Regions from separate parts of the Mus musculus genome. Here region 1 is linked to region 2. Evidence: chromatin contacts called from public Hi-C data. All regions are on one chromosome and are shown on one strand. Each heading gives the region's core, a stretch centred on a gene start, on an enhancer-like site or on the middle of the called end of the contact. The rest is flanking DNA. Distances are from core to core; before and after follow the strand shown.

Evidence for each region. A called contact is a pair of places that touch in the nucleus more often than the background predicts.
Region 1: a contact with region 2 is called in a Hi-C map of the P5424 cell line, with 4 times the contacts expected there. The contact joins two enhancer-like sites. A contact is called at or near these places in 2 of 39 promoter capture datasets (the 3T3-L1 cell line and 3T3-L1-derived adipocytes), 2 of 15 datasets of contacts at CTCF or cohesin (embryonic stem cells and large pre-B cells), 59 of 484 Hi-C or Micro-C datasets (the BV-2 cell line, the G1E-ER4 cell line, the HPC-7 cell line and 39 more) and 13 of 115 datasets of contacts at active chromatin or transcription factors (bone marrow-derived dendritic cells, embryonic basal ganglia, embryonic forebrain and 7 more).

Annotation. Positions count from the first base shown.
Region 1 is chr8:36,521,336-36,527,414 of GRCm38.p6, reverse strand. No RefSeq gene overlaps it. Among named protein-coding and RNA genes, the nearest start is that of Trmt9b, 66 kb to the right of the region's middle. Within about 2 kb of position 4,329, at least 22 of the 459 cell types and tissues checked have an H3K27ac peak or open chromatin away from gene starts, as enhancers often do. A contact at or near this core is called in the P5424 cell line, where this site is marked.
Region 2 is chr8:36,343,873-36,349,708 of GRCm38.p6, reverse strand. No RefSeq gene overlaps it. Among named protein-coding and RNA genes, the nearest start is that of Lonrf1, 97 kb to the right of the region's middle. Within about 2 kb of position 3,243, at least 9 of the 459 cell types and tissues checked have an H3K27ac peak or open chromatin away from gene starts, as enhancers often do. A contact at or near this core is called in the P5424 cell line, where this site is marked.

The sequences.
Region 1 (6,079 bases), core at 3,080-5,579, 180 kb before region 2:
GCCTAGCCTCTAGCCCAAGCTTCCACCCTAACAACATTTTCCCAGGAAAATGTTGGCTGCTCACTGACTACAAAATGTATCAATTGAACAAAACCAACCTTATTTCCATTCCCTGTAGGAAGTGAACTTTACTTCCAATAATGTCTCAAACAACCCCCCCCCTCCCCCGGAAAGAAAGAAAACCAACTTCTAGTATTTATACAACAGGTCCAGGACAAGTGGGTTTAAGGTACATGTTGCAAGGTGGCTTTGGGTGTGGTCTTAGAGTTTCAGATGCTGGGAAAAAAAAAAAAAAAACCAAGACCAAAAAGCAAGGTGGGAAAGAAAGGGTTTATTTGGCTTACATTTCCAGATCATAGTCCATCATTGGAGGCAGTTAGGACAGGAACTCAAGCAAGGGCTAGAACTTAGAGGCAGGAGCTGATGCAGAGACTATGAAGGGGTGCTGCTTACTGGCTTGCTCCCCATGACTTGCTCAGCTTGCTTTCTTAGTGGATGCTCAGCTTGCTTTCTTAGAGAACCCAGGACCACCAGCCTGGGGATGGCACCACCCACAATAGGGTGGGCCCTCCCTCCCCCATTGATCACTAATTGAGAAAATGCCCTACAGCTGGATCTCATAGAGGAATTTGCTCAACTGAAACTCCTTCCTCTCTAACCACTCTAGCTTGTGTCAAATTGACACCAAAACCAGCCAGTACTGTGGTCCATCCACATTTTTTTCTTTCTGTTATAGCTCTGTTGTGTTTGATGCAGTAAATTAGGGTCCTGGAGCTTGTTTTCATGGACAAAGTCTGAGTCTTGATATCTGAGCTCTTCAGCTCATGGTTGCTTTTGCCCTAGGGAACCCAGATTTTCTGGAGCAAGCAGCTATGCAATGTGTGCTCAGCCTGAGTTTTGTTTAACGAAAACATGGGGAATGGTGTTTTGTGGTAGGCTGGACAGAGGAAAGAAGGAACCAGACTGCAGCAGTGAATGGAGGCTGATGGAGCCATAGTAATGGAGGACATTGGTCATGGATACCTATCATGGAAAAGTGGCTAACGCCTTTAATCCCAGAACTCAGATTCTGAGAGGCAGGCGGATTTCTGAGTTCGAGGCCAGTCTGGTCTACAAAATGAGTTCCAGGACAGCCAGGGCTATACTTTCCCTGTCTCAAAAAACAAACAAAACAAAACAAAAATGGCACATGCTTCGTGCACTTTAATGGAGTTTCCATGTCACTAGTCATGTAATAGTGGCTGCTTCCACCATGTGATAAAGCCACACATCTCTAAACCCTATATAAGGACAAAACCACTAAGTATATAGGGATGCTCCCTGGCGGCCTAGTGGTTAGGATTCAGTGCTCTCACAGCTGCAGCCCAGGTTTGATTCCTGGTCAGGGACGCCTCTCTTCTTCCTCTCTGTATCTTCACTTCCTGAAACCTCGATCCTCTCCCAGGTGGTGGTGGTGCACACCTTTGATCCCAGATTTGGGAGGCAGATGCAGGAGGATTTCTGAGTTTGAGGCCAAGCCTGGTCTACAGAGTGAGTTCCAGGACCACACAGAGAAACCCTGTCAAAAATCAATCAATCAATCAATCAATCAATCAATCAACAAGCTAAGTATATTGGATTGGGGGGTTAGAGGTTGGGAGGTAGGTAGATCTCCATCCATTCCTGGAATTCCATGTTTCAATTATGAATAGTTCTCCTCTTATTAAAGTTTTTCCCCCCATAGGATGAGCTATCCAAATGCCAGGGAAAGAGAGAGAAAAGGTCTCTTGAGAAACCCATATGGGTGTACACTGTGACTTTTGTTTTGTTTTGTTTTGTTTTTCGAGACAGGGTTTCTCTGTGTAGCCCTGGCCGTCCTGGAACTCACTCTGTAGACCAGGCTGGCCTTGAACTCAGAAATCCACCTGCCTCTGCCTCCCGAGTGCTGGGATTAAAGGTGTGCGCCACCACGCCCGGCTGCACTGTGACTTTTTAGCAAGACTTCCTTAGTGTGGCTTGTTTGTAAGTTCTTTCTATAAGAGTGCCATAAATCTGGAAACACCGGTGGATCGAGGAGAGGAATTCATTCTTCAAAGGCAACTTCATGTGGAAGCTCCCAGAATCAAAATGGAGTCACATGCGTCAACCAGACAAGACATTATTCAGGAAGGTCTCCCGTAAGTACGATGGCTTTAGAGAAAAAGGCTTCCCAGACCACAATTTTGCACAAGGACCACTGCAATCTCACACAAAACTTGCTTCTGTGCTAACAGCTGCATAGTGATGGACACATCAACACCAGGCTGGCATCTCCTGTGAGTTTCAGTGCTGTGGACAGGAATTATTGTATTAAAATATCTTGTGAGGTTTCCCTGCTTTGTCTTTAAGAACATCCAGTCCATATACTCAAAGTTTCCTCTGGCAATGCCCTGACAGTCTACTCCCAAGTGAGTCGCCTCACTTTTAACTACACTTTAGATGACCTCTGTTATTTCCATTGACGGGGTGAAGAGGGGTTGCCTAAGTGAGGCTTCTCAGAAGGGGAATTACCTGAGGTGTTAATGGAAGCCTGAATGGGAGGTCTTTAGAATGTTTCTTGAACCTCGCTGTTGGAGCTTGGTGGTCTGCAAATGAGCAGGTTTTGACTTTATGTGTACTGGCTGGTTTTATACCAACTTGGCACACATTAAAGTCATCAGAGAAGAAGGAGCCTCACTTGAGAAAATGCTTCTAGCAGATCTGGCTATAAGGCATTTTCTTAATTAATGTCTGATTTGGGAGGCGCCAGCACATTGTGGATGGTGCAATCCCTGGGCTGGTGGTTCTGAGTTCTATAAGAAAGCAGGTTGAGCAAGCCATGGGGAGCAAGCCAGTCAGGCAACACCCCTTCATGGCCTCTGTGTCAGCTCCTGCCTCTAGGTTCCTGACCCCTTTGAATTCTCTTTTCTTTTCTTTTCTTTTCTTTTCTTTTCTTTTCTTTTCTTTTCTTTTCTTTTCTTTTCTTTTCTTTTCTTTTCTTTTCTTTTCTTTTCTTTCTTTCTTCCTTCCTTCCTTTCTTTCTTTCTTTCTTTCTTTCTTTCTTTCTTTCTTTCTTTCTTTCTTTCTTTCTTTCTTTCTTTCTTTCTTTCTGAGACAGGGTTTCTCTGTATAGCCCTGGCTGTCCTGGAACTCACTCTGTAGACCAGGCTGGCCTTGAACTCAGAAATCCACCTGCCTCTGCCTCCCGAGAGCTGGGATTAAAGGCATGTGCCACCACGCCTGGCCCCTTTGAGTTCTTGTCCTGGCTTTCTTCAATGATGGACTATAATGTAGATGTGTAAGCCAAATTAGCCCTTTCCTCCCCAACTTGGTTTTTGCTCATTGTGTTTCATCACAGCAATAGAAACCCTAGGGCATTGTGCTTCTAGGGTCCCGGATGAGGTTCATGCTGTCTGTAAAACACACTGTGGGTAGCTGGACCCTAGATCCCTTGGCAGGTCGTTGTGCAAAACCTTCCAGGCATGATATGTTCAGGAGACACTTGGGTGTTTGCGTGGACACAGTACTGGTTGTCTCTTGAGAAGACGTGCGGCGAGGCACAGGCAGGGAGAGTAGTCTCTCTGTGGAGAGCTATGGAGGCTTGCCTCTGCACACAGAGGAGTCCCTTCACAGGACTACATGTTTAAAAGGATTCAGATGTGGAAGGTCTGAACTGCAGAGTCCCAGGTGCATCCTGTTCACTGGCGTGTATTAAGGTTCTCAGTCTTTTTGTGGTGCTTGCTGCTGCTATTTATGATTCTTTTTCCCTTTTATTTTTTATTTTGTTGATACATAATCATGCACATCTATGGGGTACGTGTTATATGTGCATTTTGCAAAGGTCAAAGTAAGGTCATGGACATATCTATCAGCGTAACTAGTTAACTAGCGTGGTTGCTTGTCCTGACTTTGCGTCGCATCTCTTTGTAACTAGCACTGAGGTCTGTTTCCATACTGAAAGGAGAGCCAAGGAAAGGCTTCTAATGCAGGTGACTTTCTCAGTGACTCACAGCCAGCCGAGCAGAAGTGTCACAGGCGTCCAGAAGTACATGGGTTCAACTAAGTGGCATTCTATTCCCAAATCGCTTGACTTCTCAGTGATCCACATTGAAGATACATCAGCCTGTCTTTATAGACCTTTTGGGGGGGGGTCCGCTTGAATTCCTACCTGGGCACCCACTTATTAGTTACCTTTTATTTGAAAGACCTAGTGAAGGTGGATTCATTCACCTTTAGTTAACAACATTTTGATCAGTCCAGGGCTTCAAAGGAAGCTTTCAGTTGTCCAGAAGAGGGCAGTCTCTCTCCACATTTCAGAGTTCCCACGCGTACCTCCCGCCGATCTTGTCTAGGATAAAACCGGTTCCGCCAGTTTTCCTCTTCTCCAACCGCTCTCTTAATTAGGCTCCGCGTTCTTTTAGTCTCACATAGTCTTATTTCTACTTCTAAATATACTAAATATACCGAGCTCCCACCGCTGTGTCTCCCCCTTGGCTTCCTTCCCTTCCAAATGCCAGCTGCTCTCTTATCCAGAGAGTGTTTATAAGCACCTGTCCAGAATATCCCAATGCCTCTCTAACAGTGAAGAAAATAAACGCGTACAACAAGCAGGGAAGGCCTGAATCTATCACCCTGGTGGTCATAATCATGAGAATCAAGCTGCAATCTGTTTCTCGGGTGTCTTTGCCTTTTTCTGTCCCCTGCAAAACCACCTTCTTGTGGGTTTTGTAATAACGGTTCAGGACAAAGCCTTCACTGTCCATAGAAGTGGTGTAGCCTTTGAGAGTCTCAGCGTTTGTCTATACAGATCTATCAGTGACAGCTACCCTCAGAAATACATGGTACTATAAAGATTTCTGATCTCTAGAGCCGGCATAATGAAAGATACCATTGTTGCCATCAACAAATGACTCAGAGTCTCCCAGAATCCTTTAAGAACTGTTCCAACTCCTTGCCTTCCGTCTACTGACGTTGTCCTTAAGGGACTAACTAGTCTTTCTTCTTCTTCTTCTTCTTCTTCTTCTTCTTCTTCTTCTTCTTCTTCTTCTTCTTCTTCTTCTTCTTCTTCTTCTTCTTCTTCTTCTTCTTCTTTTCTTCTTCTTCTTCTTCTTCTTCTTCTTCTTCTTCTTCTTCTTCTTCTTCTTCTTTTCTTCTTCTTCTTCTTCTTCTTCTTCTTCTTCTTCTCCTTCTCCTTCTCCTTCTCCTTCTCCTTCTCCTTCTCCTCCTCCTCCTCCTCCTCCTCCTCCTCCTCCTCCTCCTCCTCCTTCTCCTTCTTTTCTTCTTCTTCTTCTTTTTCAAATTTAAATTGTTAACCTTACGATATGAGTGTTTTGTCTACATGCACATATGTGCACCCCATAGGTGCCAGGTACCTGAAGAGGGTGTGGGATACTCTAGAACCAGAGTTACACACGATTATGAGCCACCATGTGGATGCTGATAATCAAACTAAGGTTCTCTGGAAGAGTAATTGGTGCTCTTAACCTTTGTACCAACTCTCCAGCCCCATATCTTGCTGGCTTTTAATTGGTCAAGACTGAGAACTAAATTTGACTCTCGTTAAGTCCTCAAAGGTTTCTAAAAAGCCCCTTGCCTATATAGAATGTTCATAAGTTGTTCAACAAACATGTAAAGAAGGGGAGTTTTTATTTTTATTTTTTATTTGGGCAGTTCTGCAACTTATTCCACATCCATCCATCCGGTTAGTTCTCATCCACATTGACCGTCTGGAGATTTTTGAATATGGTAACAGGCACATAAATTGAGCTTCTCTTGGTGATTATGTTTTCTGGACAAAGTTATTCAGATGTGATACAGGACATTTCTTATTCCCTTGGCCCAGATGGCTTTATTGAGCCTGGTGTCAATGCGCACATCTGTAGTCCCCATTTCCTTCAGGGTAAAATTTTGAATTTAGTGCTCGAGGAGCTCACTTCATTCTTTTAAAAAGTATTTATTTATTATATGTGACTACACTGTAGCTGTCTTCAGACACCGGAGAAGAGGGGGTCAGATCTCATTATGGGTGGTTGTGGATGGTGGCTGCTGGTATTTGAACTCAGGACCTTCCCTCACCAATGAC
Region 2 (5,836 bases), core at 1,994-4,493:
CCTCCCACCGTCAGGAGAACCTGGGGCCCAGTTACAAGGTGGCTTCCTGAGGAGCTTGCTGTAGACGGAGATCCTTTTGCTTGTTTTGCTTGTGGATTAGCTTGAGTGCGCTCTAAGCTAAGATCCTGCTAGAGCAATATTTTTACTTTGGTTCAGAGTATAAAGGAAGATGGTCTTGACACGGATAGTTAAAACTCCAGAGAAAGGTCTGAATTTTGAAAAAATGACAGGGAGTTTGAAATGAAACAACCTCTCTGTTTCAAGAGTGAAGACCTTCATTAAAAGGATGGAGAGGGAGGGAGCTGGGATCTGGATAACTGAATGCTAAGCACACACGTGATTCCTGCCTGGTTCTCAAGAGAACGCATAAATGAAGAGCAAGAATCATGACGGTACCAAGCTGTGAGAATAGCTATACTGGAGGCTGGAGCAGGAGCCTTGAGGGTTGCAGGTTCAAGGACAGCCTGGGCAACCAAGCAAGATCTCATTTTAAATTTTAATAGTGAAAATAAGTCTGGGCACATGGATCCGTGAAAAGGGGCTTGTGTAACATCTATGATATCCGGAGTTTAACTCAGAGTGCTTCAATTCTTTTCATTGTTTCACGATGCTTTGAGGCATAACCAAATAACTAGTCATCAGCTCTGTCTTATAGAATTCACCCCACACCGGTGAGAAATAAAAGGGAAGATTAAATTCCGTCATGCATTAGAAAGAACCAAAGGGCTAGAGAGAGGTTTCTTGGTGGTTAAGAGCAGTCGTTCTTACAGAGGATCTGGGTTTGGCCCCCAGCACCCACACGGTGATTCAGTATGGTCCCTAAATCCAGTTCCAGGGTACACAGGGTACATAAACATGCTTTTGAGAAGAACACTCAAAACACAATAAACTACCCAATAAAGATTCAAGAGAGGGAGGGAGAAAGAACAAGAAGTCCATTCGGACCTGGAAGCGATATTCTAGAACATCTGCATGTGCCATCTGCTTAAACACGGTGATAACACTGGATACTGGCTCACTAGCACACCACTTCAGAGTTTGAATGCTTACTTGATCCTAGGCCTGGTGTGAAGTGCTTTTTGATGTAACCCAGATGCTTCCAAGCTCTTCGGCTTTCTATGGGTCTGTCTCCTTCAATACCAAGATAAAATACCATGAGCCTCCATTCCCCATAAAGCTCAAAGCCCTCAAACACCTATCACAATACTTCAGGAGCTTTCAGAGAGAGCCTCTGTGTGTGTGTGTGTGTGTGTGTGTGTGTGTGTGTGTGTGTGTGTGTGTGTGTGTGTGTGAGTGAGTGATGGGTAAGGGCAGGAGACTCTTGTCTCCTCTTCTAATTTCTTCTCACTGGCTGAGTTAGTCACCAGCTCTTCCTTTCTCTGCTGTCTTTGTGCCAGTCTGGAATTTTCTCTCTTCTGTTTGTTCCCATAAACTTCATCACACTCATGCTGGCAACATACTTTTCTGGGCAGTAGGAGGCAAAGATAAGTACACAGAGAACTGAAGACAAGCTGGAATATCCTACACCTAACGCTTCTCTTCTTTTACAAGAACTTTCCCATCTATATCTCCTTTCCTCCAAACTGCCTCAACCTTACATCCTGATCCCTGCACAAGATGAAGTGATCTGGACTTCAAAACATTACCAACATAGTAACCTAGACTTACAGAGACAGCCAAATAGCCTTGCCCATTGTACATGAAAGAAATACCGTCACAATGTTTCCTAACCCAGGCAGCAATTCTAAGCAGTCTCTCCAAAGAACATTCTTAGCCAAGTGTGTTAGGACATTCCTACAATCTCAGTCCTAGGGAGACTGAAGCAGGTGGTTACTGAGTTCATGGCCAGCCTAGACTATATAACATTGTATTAAGACTGTTTCCAAAGCACAAACAAGTGCTTAAAAATAACAACAGGAAGAAATGTGTGTTCTCCCACAAGCCTTGGCAACTCAGTGCGCACCTCAAGCAAGTGGCTGTCATCTTCATTTTGTAGATGAAGCAACTGGGGACTAGTATGGCAGCTTACCCAGCTGCAAGTAGCAAGAGTGCCCTGCAGCCTATAGACAAAAACTTTCACAACTTTATCTGGCCTGAAAGTATGAGTTTCCAGAGCCAGATCCTGGGTTTTGTCCCTAGCACTGCCAAAATGAAAGAGTATAGCCATATGCCCTCTACACTCTAGCGTCTATGCATCGCCGACAGAGAAAGGCAACACTGCCGGTGTTGAAGAAAGTGATAGCTAGAGTTTCATGGGCTGGGGGTGGGAGGAAGGGAAGACGTGAGAACTAGTCCAGGCAGGAAGTGATGGAGACTTGGACCAAGGGTGGATCAAGAACATTGGCAATTTGAGGGGGAGTAAGGACAATGTTTACAGTAGCTGCACATTTTTTAGTTTGAGAGACTCGTGTCATTTATTCATTGAACTACTAGTGGACACTTTGCTAGGCACAGCATGCTAGACACCAAAATACCAAAAAGATGATAGTCAGTGAAAATGATGCCTCTCACAGGTGAGACCTGCAGTGCACTGTCCAGCCAGCAGGCAACAGGAAATACCACGTCAACTGGCCTACAAAACAGAGATGCCCAGGGAACACCAGGGGGCAGTATGGGCTCAGCAACCGAAGGGATGCCAACTGCTAATGTCTACGAAGTCTTAACACTTAATCTGTCATTAATCTGTCATTGTCTTGGGTAGCCACTTAGAAGTTTTGGAAAGAATCTTAACTTATTCAATTATTTAAGCACAAACCTTCTCCTTTGGTGGGGGTTTTAAGCAGTGGGATATGTGAACTAATATTGTGTACCTCTTATGTAACAGAAATCATCAAAAACCTTGACTTGTCATAGGCCTAGGATGAGGGCCCTGCCCTTCCAGATGAGCAGATATTTCTAAATGAAAACACATTCCTGTTAACCTGCGCACTACTGTGTTTCCATGTTATAAACCAGTGGCTGCTCTTGAGGGTGAGGGCGAGGATGCTGCCCTCTGAATCTTAGGGTTTGTTACTGCTACACGGTTAGTGACTGAACCAAGAGCTTTGGGTTCCCATGAGTTTCCCATGCATCCCTTTCTGTACGTAGCATGAGCCCTCACCTTGCTTGCCATCCCATCCCACCAGATATCCCACCAGATGCCCGGTACACTTAGTAACCTCTTCCTCTCAAGCTGTTCCTGTCTTTTCTTTTTGATGAGCTCCCTGCCTTCCAAATCCTCACGCATCCCCTGCAGTAACCAGGTTCTGTCACACCTGCGGGTGTGAGAAACCAACCACAAACCAGCACAACAGAGGAAGAACTTAAGGAAGACCCCACCCCCACCCCACCCCACCCCACCCCCCAACACCACCACCATAGGACAGAAAAAGCATTGTCCTCTCTCAGAGGTACTTTAGAAAGACGCCATTGGCAGTTAGTGCTGAGCACACATTGTGCACCTGACAGTTGGTAAAGCTGTGGTTTGCATTTTGCTGTATTGAGTTCATCTTAATTGTTCAATCAATGGCAAATACTTAATATGTCTCTACTAGTCCCTTGTTTCATTTATCTAATTTCAAATTATTCAAACTCTTCAGGTGTTGATCCATAACATATTCAACAAGGTAAAAAAAAATAAGAGAAGCTTATGTTATAAAAAAAAATCTATCCATCAACACAGATATCTGTTTATGCAACTTAGTTGAACCCAAGGGGGGCAAAGAAAAGTACACATTGGAAAACTGGCATGAAGGAGAGAGAATAGATGAAAAAATAATTCAGTGGAAACATCTGGATATGAGGAACATCACAGAAGGCAACTGTCAATATTTTTAAGACAAAGTGAGCCTGACCCATTTTAGCCCCAAAGGCAACAGACATGATGCATGATCCCAAACCAGGAAAAGAAGTTGTTATAAGCATGAATTGCCCTTGGCACATGGTGGGACACATGTCCCTTCACTGCCATTACCCAGGAGCTAGGAGCAAAGCTTTAATTAAGTTCGAGGCCAGCCTGGGGTTTATAGCCAGACCTTGTCTTAAGAAAGAAAGACTGGATGGGCAGTCGTGGTGCACGCCTTTAATCCCAGCACTTGGGAGGCAGAGGCAGGCAGATTTCTGAGTTTGAGGCCAGCTTGGTCTACAGAGTGAGTTCCAGGACAGCCAGGGCTATACAGAGAAACCCTGTCTTGAAAAACAAAAAACAAAAACAAGCAAACAAATAAAAAGACTGAGATAATTAGAAAAAATTATATATACAGACTTTACATCAGACAGAGTATTATATCAATGTTACATTTCTTGAATCTGATCCTTGGGTCATAATTATGTAAAGGAATATTCTTATTCTTAGACTGTAATGGTTTGGATATGACCTGTGTCCGTGCTCATATTTTGTATAGTTGTTCCTCAGCTTTGGGCATTATTTCAAAGGGTGTGGAGCTTTTAAGAGGTGGAGCCTACCTAGTGAAAGTAGCTCGCTATGGACGGACCCTGAACGTCACACCCACTTTTGGCTCTGGCCTGTATCATCTGGTCTCCACTGTGGAGGAAGACTCCGTTATACATTCCCACAACCCATGGCTGCAGCAGGCCTTTTTCTCTATGTGACGCTTGAATCCCCTGAAACTAGGTAGCATAAGAAGCTTAAGTGGCATTTGTCATACAAGTCACAACAATGATACACATACATACATATAAACCTATGGGGAAAAAGACTAAGGCTGGGAAATTACAACAGAATTATGTTGAAAGAAACATATGCAGGGGATGAGGGGAGGGCTCAGTGGGCTAAGGAACTTGCTATGAAAGCGTAGAGACATGAGTTCAAATCCCTAGTACCTACATACTAAGTTATATGTAACCACATACCCTTATAATGCCAGTGTTGGTGGGGGTGGAAGCAAGAGGATTGCTGGGGATTGCTGGTTGCCAGACTAGCTTCGAGTTCAGAGAATGGGTGTATCTCCAGGAAGCATAAGATAGCTGGATAGCGACATCTTCCTCTGGAATCTGTACACCTGGGCCTGCATACATCACACACACACACACACACACACACACACACACACACACACACACACACACACACACGGTGGGGCACTCACACATGCACTTTAAAACTTATGTATACAGCTGGAAAGATTGCTCAGTGGGTAAAGGCACCACCATGGCTAATGATGTGAGCTTGATTCCCAGGATCTACGTAGTAGAAAGGGAGAAACAAGAACCGATTTGAACAAGTGGTCCTCTGACCTTCACACATGCGCCCTGGGATGCATGCTTTCAATCTTGGATGGTTTATGTTGTTGTTGGCAGGTACATCACAGACATCGATGATGTGCTATTTTGATTTGTCCTACTATTGATGATGTCCTTCAGTTACTTGACTAAGTCCAATACCTGTCAGTCTTCTCCAATGTAAAGATACTGTCCTCACCTTTGTAATGAGTGAGTGTTCTGTGTAGATGCACTTTCAGAATGATATATCCTTTCTCATGGAATTCATAATTTATTACAATCAATGCAGGTTTACAGTTTCCTATTTTAGACAGTGGATTCGGAGTCACCAAGGTTACTGTCCTCCTTGAGTTTCTGTCTTCATTGATAAGACACTGACCAGAAACAACTTGGGGAAGGGTACAGTCTGTCATCAAGAGAAGCCGAGACCACAGAGGGAAGCTGCTTACTGACTCGTTCTTCATGCCTTACTTGTGTGATGTCCTTATATCTCTCAAGACCATTCACCCAGCGGTGGCACCATCAGAACAATGTACCACAAGGGTGCCCACCCAATTGGGTGGGTACAATTCCTCAGCTGACATTCCCTATTTCCAGGGAACTCTAGTTTGTCAAG